Regions from separate parts of the Mus musculus genome. Here region 1 is linked to region 2. A link is a contact called in public ChIA-PET data. All regions are on one chromosome and are shown on one strand. Each heading gives the region's core, a stretch centred on a gene start, on an enhancer-like site or on the middle of the called end of the contact. The rest is flanking DNA. Distances are from core to core; before and after follow the strand shown. Region 1 overlaps Dennd2a (DENN/MADD domain containing 2A). Region 2 overlaps Mkrn1 (makorin, ring finger protein, 1).

What was found. ChIA-PET counts read pairs in DNA pulled down with a chosen protein or histone mark.
Region 1: a contact with region 2 is called in an RNA polymerase II ChIA-PET map of memory CD8 T cells, with 6 read pairs. The contact joins two enhancer-like sites. A contact is called at or near these places in 3 of 39 promoter capture datasets (embryonic stem cells, macrophages and stem cell-derived epiblast-like cells), 22 of 484 Hi-C or Micro-C datasets (differentiating embryonic stem cells, embryonic stem cells, fetal liver and 2 more), 8 of 115 datasets of contacts at active chromatin or transcription factors (embryonic stem cells and memory CD8 T cells) and 3 of 9 other capture datasets (adipose tissue, liver and pancreatic islet).

Annotation. Positions count from the first base shown.
Region 1 is chr6:39,461,787-39,464,672 of GRCm38.p6, reverse strand. It overlaps Dennd2a (DENN/MADD domain containing 2A), which reads left to right. Exons shown (of 19, transcript NM_172477.4): 18 at 375-461; 19 at 1,222-2,295. The coding sequence ends at 1,253. Among named protein-coding and RNA genes, the nearest start is that of Gm52860, 7.2 kb to the left of the region's middle. Within about 2 kb of position 1,597, at least 48 of the 459 cell types and tissues checked have an H3K27ac peak or open chromatin away from gene starts, as enhancers often do. A contact at or near this core is called in memory CD8 T cells, where this site is marked.
Region 2 is chr6:39,397,174-39,399,873 of GRCm38.p6, reverse strand. It overlaps Mkrn1 (makorin, ring finger protein, 1), which reads left to right. Exons shown (of 8, transcript NM_018810.2): 7 at 1-76; 8 at 440-2,053. The coding sequence ends at 649. Among named protein-coding and RNA genes, the nearest start is that of Rab19, 17 kb to the right of the region's middle. Within about 2 kb of position 1,328, at least 15 of the 459 cell types and tissues checked have an H3K27ac peak or open chromatin away from gene starts, as enhancers often do. A contact at or near this core is called in memory CD8 T cells, where this site is marked.

The DNA of each region.
Region 1 (2,886 bases), core at 348-2,847, 65 kb before region 2:
ATGAGGATTTCCTCAGGACAGGAGAAATGTGTTTAGAGGGTGTGAGAGAGCCGGCCTCCTTCAGGGCTTGCTTCTCCTCAGAAGAGTGGCCAGCTGCATGTAGTCAGGTTGACAGGTCTGTTGGTGAGTGAGGAAGCAGGAATGAGATGGAGTCTCATGTGTGAACGGACTTTACGGCTTCCCACAGACAGCTATTATACAAGGTGGGGCAATTATAAGGACAGTAAAATCCCTTATAAACCCCAGGCTTGAAAGCGTATTTATAGGCACAGCTGCGCCTCAGAAGCAAGGTTTCCCGAGCTATCGAGGAAGAAGGTCAGTGCAGAAGCACAAAGGCAGGCATCTAACATATCCTGGGTATTTCTCCTCACCAGGTCTGTTTGAAGTCCGAGCCCAGGAGTACCTGGAAACCCTGCCCAGCGGAGAGCACAGCGGAGTCAATAAATTCCTCAAGGGACTGGGTAAGGCTGGGTCCCTGTCGCCAGCCTCAGCTCTAAACCATCTTTCCTGGAGTCTTCACTACTTCCATCCACAAGAGCCAGGAACGGTACAGGGTGGACTGTCTACCTCTCTTAGTCTGTCCCTGGGAACTAGGGTGGCCTCACTGACATCCTTGCCACCATCTTCTGAACCCCCGAGTCTTGTGGCAACCAACAGAGGCAGCATGCCCTGGGCGAGGCAGGGAGTACCTTAACACAGGTAGGATTCCTCCCAACCTCCGAATGCCCCTGAGCAAAAAAGAATCATCAAGAGGACTGCTGGTGGTGGCGGCGCACACCTTTAATCCCAGCACTCGGGAGGCAGAGGCAGGTGGATGTCTGAGTTCGAGGCCAGCCTGGTCTACAGAGTGAGTTCCAGGACAGTCAGGGCTACACAGAGAAACCCTGTCTCAAAAAACCAAAAGAAAAAAAAAAAAAAGAAGAATCATCAGGACTACAGTTTAATCAGCAAAAAGGTCCTTAAGGGTGCACACTGTGCTCCAGAGTAAACCCTGGAGGTGGAGGAGGAAGATCAGGAGCTGTGTGACCAGCCAGCAAGACATCACAGCATGTGGCACACAAGCCTAAGTCCAGTCCCCAGAACCCACATAAACGCGGGAGGAGGGAACTGAGTCCACAAAGATGTCCTTTGACTCCACAGCCTGCTGAGAGACACACACTTTCCTGTGCACCCCCTCCCTCCCCTCCCCCCCTGATAAAATGTTCTCACTTTCTTTTTTAGGCAATAAAATGAAGTTTCTCCACAAGAAATAACCCTCATCTTGGCCCAAGGGAAAACCTCCTCCCTACGCCCCAGTCCTCCCAGGATGGACCCCTTAGCTGGGCAGGTGGCACGCGCTCACAACAGCTCCGGAAGGGACCAGCCAGCATGCAGAATGTTGTTACTGTGGTTAGTTGCTTCTGGGACCTTTAAATCTTAGATATTAAAAGAGAAGAAGAAGGAAAGTGTTTGGCTCTTCCTTCATTCAGCTCTCCTGCCCCATCTCATCGCCTCTGGGCCAGCTCATTGACTCTGTGGAGCCAGGAGTTAGGAAGCGCGGCAGCCACAGAAACACTTCTGCCCACGCCACTGCTTCTTCCGCACTGGTCTATGACGCCACCTGGTGGCAGAGACTGGACTTTACTGTTCTTGACTACATTTTCTTTTTTTTTCTCCTAGAAGCCGTATAGCTCCATTCATGCCCCAAAAGTCTGTGGCTTTTAGAGGGACACATTTAAAAAAACAGGAAATCTTGTTAACTGGTAATAAAATGTTCTAAGGGTCCTGAAGTTTCTATTTCCTGTGGCCCAACCATGACACTTAGGCCACTGCTGTGAGCCTGTTCCTCTTGACCAACAAAGCTAGGAGAGGTTTCTGTAGTTGCTTCTCTTTTATGAGAGAGAGGACCCGAATCAGCTGACCTGTGGGGACAGTAAGAGTCTGCAGGAGCCCTGTGTGCAGCAAAGGAAGGTTCTCGGGCTGGCCTCGGGGCTGCCACCCCGATACTGTGAATGCCACCAAAAACTGACTACATCTGGATCGCCTCTGACCTGGGCAGGATTAATAGGAGTGCGTGGCTGGGATGTTGGAGGTAGCCAGAGAAAGCAGGTGAGCACAGCACGGGGGCTCAGGGACCGATTCCACAAGCTCCTAGGCTTAGGTAACTTTCTGATAGCAATATTCTGTGTATTTTTATATTGCCCCCAAGTGATCACAGTTAGTATTTTGGAATATACGTTCTTTTCTAACTTATTTTATATTATACTGTTTTACTTAAGAACTTCAGGTGAATAAATAAATAAGTATATCTTTATCAACATTCCTAGTGAGTGTATAATATTCTATTTTATTGATGTTTTTGTATTTGACTTAAACAAAACCTAAAATAAAATTGGGGGAATGTGCTAGGCGGTGGTGGCGCACACACACCTTTAATCCCAACACTTGGGAGGCAGAAGCAGGTGGATTTCTGAGTTTGAGGCCAGCCTGGTCTACAAAGTGAGTTCCAGGGCAGCCAGGGATACACAGAAAAAACCCTGTCTCAAAAAATCAAACAAACAAACAAATATTGGGGGAATGTACTAGGCTATTTGTATGAAGAGGCTTTTTTCTTTTCCTTTTTCATTTTTTGAGACAGAGTTTCTCTGTATAGCCCTAGCTGTCCTGGAACTCACTTTGTAGACCAGGCTGGCCTTGAACTCAGAAATCCACCTGCCTCTGCCTCCCGAGTGCTGGGATTAAAGGCGTGCACCACCATACCCGGCTCTTTCCTTTTTTTTTTGTTTTGTTTTGTTTTTTTCAAGACAGGGTTTCTCTGTATAGTGCTGGCTATCCTGGAACTCAGTCAGTAGACCAGGCTGGCCTCGAACTCAGAATTTTGCCTGCCTCACAAGTGTTGGGATTAAA
Region 2 (2,700 bases), core at 79-2,578:
TTACAAGCATGCGTACCCTGATGGCCGTAGAGAGGAGCCACAGAGACAGAAAGTGGGAACATCAAGCAGATACCGGGTAACTCTCACTCTTTTTTTAAAGGAGGGGAAATCGCACACTGTCAGTTGAGACCTGCACATATTGGGGTAGGGGAAAATGACACTCAGGTGTGGGGGTGTGGGGGAGACTAGAGTAAAAGAGTCAGACTTCAGAAGATGGAAGGGGTAGGAAAGAAACAGTGTTCAAAAGCCCTAGCCTAACATGTTGGCTACAAATAGCCAAAGGGGAGGCACTGGCAAGGTGGACTAAGGGAGACCTCTGGTCCGCCATGCACTCCCTCCCTCCCTCCCTCCCTCTGTGCCACACGGTTTACCTGATGAGCAACAGGATAGAAGACACTGCTTGACAGTGCCACCCCTATCATGGCCTTGTTTCTTACAGGCCCAACGAAGGAGCCACTTCTGGGAGCTCATTGAGGAGAGAGAGAACAACCCCTTTGACAACGACGAAGAGGAGGTTGTCACCTTTGAGCTGGGCGAGATGTTGCTTATGCTTTTGGCTGCAGGTGGGGACGACGAGCTGACAGACTCTGAGGACGAGTGGGACTTGTTTCACGATGAGCTGGAGGACTTTTATGACTTGGATCTATAGCAGCGTTGCGTGGCGCGGGCACTGGTCTGCGGAGCCTCAGACAGTAGCTGTCCCCTGTGCTGTGTGGCAGTGCGTGTGGCTCTCCTAGGCAGGCCTCTCAAACTCCAGGTGCTGTGATCACTTCCCAGGGCCTGTTCCTCTACCCTCACCTCCCCCAAGAGTGTGTTGTTTTCTCTGTTTCAAAAGTTACAAAAATAAATCTTAAAGTTAGTTTTTTGTAACATGAATTTAACTGTCAGACAGTTAGTGTAGGTTTGTTGCGCCATCTGTCCTCAGCCAGGTTGTGTTCATGGACTTTGCACACTCATTCTGAGACCCCTTTGAGGTTCAAAGGAAAAAGCACTGATTGCTTTGGGGTCCAAGGATAGGGGCAATTGGGAAAAAAGGGACCTAAGTCGCTCTCTGCGCTAGATGTGGGAGGGCTCCCCGAGGTTTCTGGGAGATCTGCACCTTCATGGTTTAGAGCTGTTCCCTGCCCTGTAATCCCCTACATGTGCTTGTCCTGTGGGTTTGGGTTCTTGTTCAGTTGCACGCAAGAAAGACTACTGGGTAACCAGAACCAGGTGCAAATGTGTTGAGGTTAACCTGAGAAAAATGTAAAAACACAGGGAGGATGCAGTGGCATTCCATCAGCGCAGAGCTGGCAGCTAACTCCCAAGGGTCGATGGACTTGGTGGGCGAGCACGAGCGAGCATGTGAGCAGCTTCCTTCCCATCTGTGCATAGGTGCAGTATTCTTAGCTTTAGTGGGCAGATGTGGGTTAGTGGTTTCAGCCACATGTGTCGGTAGATCTTAAAGGACCAAGCAGTATGTCAGTAGTTGTTAACGTAGCAGTAGCTGTCTGTCTGTATGCTAGAGAAACGAGATCAGCTGTAGAGGTTAAACGACCTGCTTGTCCCCCTCTCAGTACAAGCTGGGTCTTGGACACACTGATGTTTTGAATGTTTTACAGTCTAGCCTTTTCAGTCAGGCACTTTTTGGAAAAAACTTTGTCCTCATTTGAGGGGGCCTGTTGTGAGGTTCTGTGCTTGTTTTTGTGGGTATCTGCCTCATTCCATCCCTGAGCTTTGACAGGAAGACAGGTGGATTCCAAACTGAGGTGCTGGTTGTACTAGAGGTATCTGTCGGTTTGCAGAAGTAATGAACCCTTCCCCACCGAAGAAAAGGGAGGGTGCGGCCACCCACGAGGCAAGCAAAAGTTAAGTTGCTAAAATTCCTTGGCGGGAATTTCACCTTTGCATTTTGTTGCTCTCTTTCCTGAAATAACGTGGGAGATGCTCTGATCTGTCCTCTGCTTTGCTTCCGCGGAACTCACCCAGTCTTAAAAACACATCATCATTGCAGAGGCCTCTGTATTTTGCAGCTGCCCTTTTGTAAGAAGCACTTTTCCCAAATAAAACGATTTAAAAAAAAAAAAAAAATTGGTCTTGTGTGATGACCTGGCTTCAGAACTACAGATGGCAGAGTTGCTCATATCGTTCTTAATCATGTGTAGATTGGCTAGAAGTGGGCCTCTTCAAGATGGCCAGGCTGCCTTCATCCACAAGTTCACAGTCTCTCTCCTAGTAATAAGTGCTTGCAGTGAGGCCTGGTTCAGTCGGGCTCCTAAATAAGACAGGTGATTGGGAACTTGAAAGACTAATCTTTTTGTTTTGTTTGTTTGAGTCAGGATTTCTCCATGTAGCCCTGGCTGTCCTGGAACTCACTGTGAAGACCAGGCTGGCCTCGAACTCAGATCCTCCTGCTTCTTCCTTCCTAAATGCTAAGATTAGTGCTGTTCAGCACCACACCAGGCTTAAAAGTGTAATTTTTGCAAGATTTATTTATTCACTTTTTTTTTTTTTTTTTTTTTTGAGACAGGGTGTGTCTGTGTTCCCCTGGCTATCCTGGAACTCATTCTGTAGACCAGACTGGCCTTGAACGCAGAAATCCGCCTGTCTCTGCCTCCCAAGTGCTGGGATTAAAGGCGTGCGCCACCACGCCCAGATTCACATTTTTTATGCACATCAGTGTTCTGTTTTCATGCTCACTAGAGAGCATCAGATCCCATT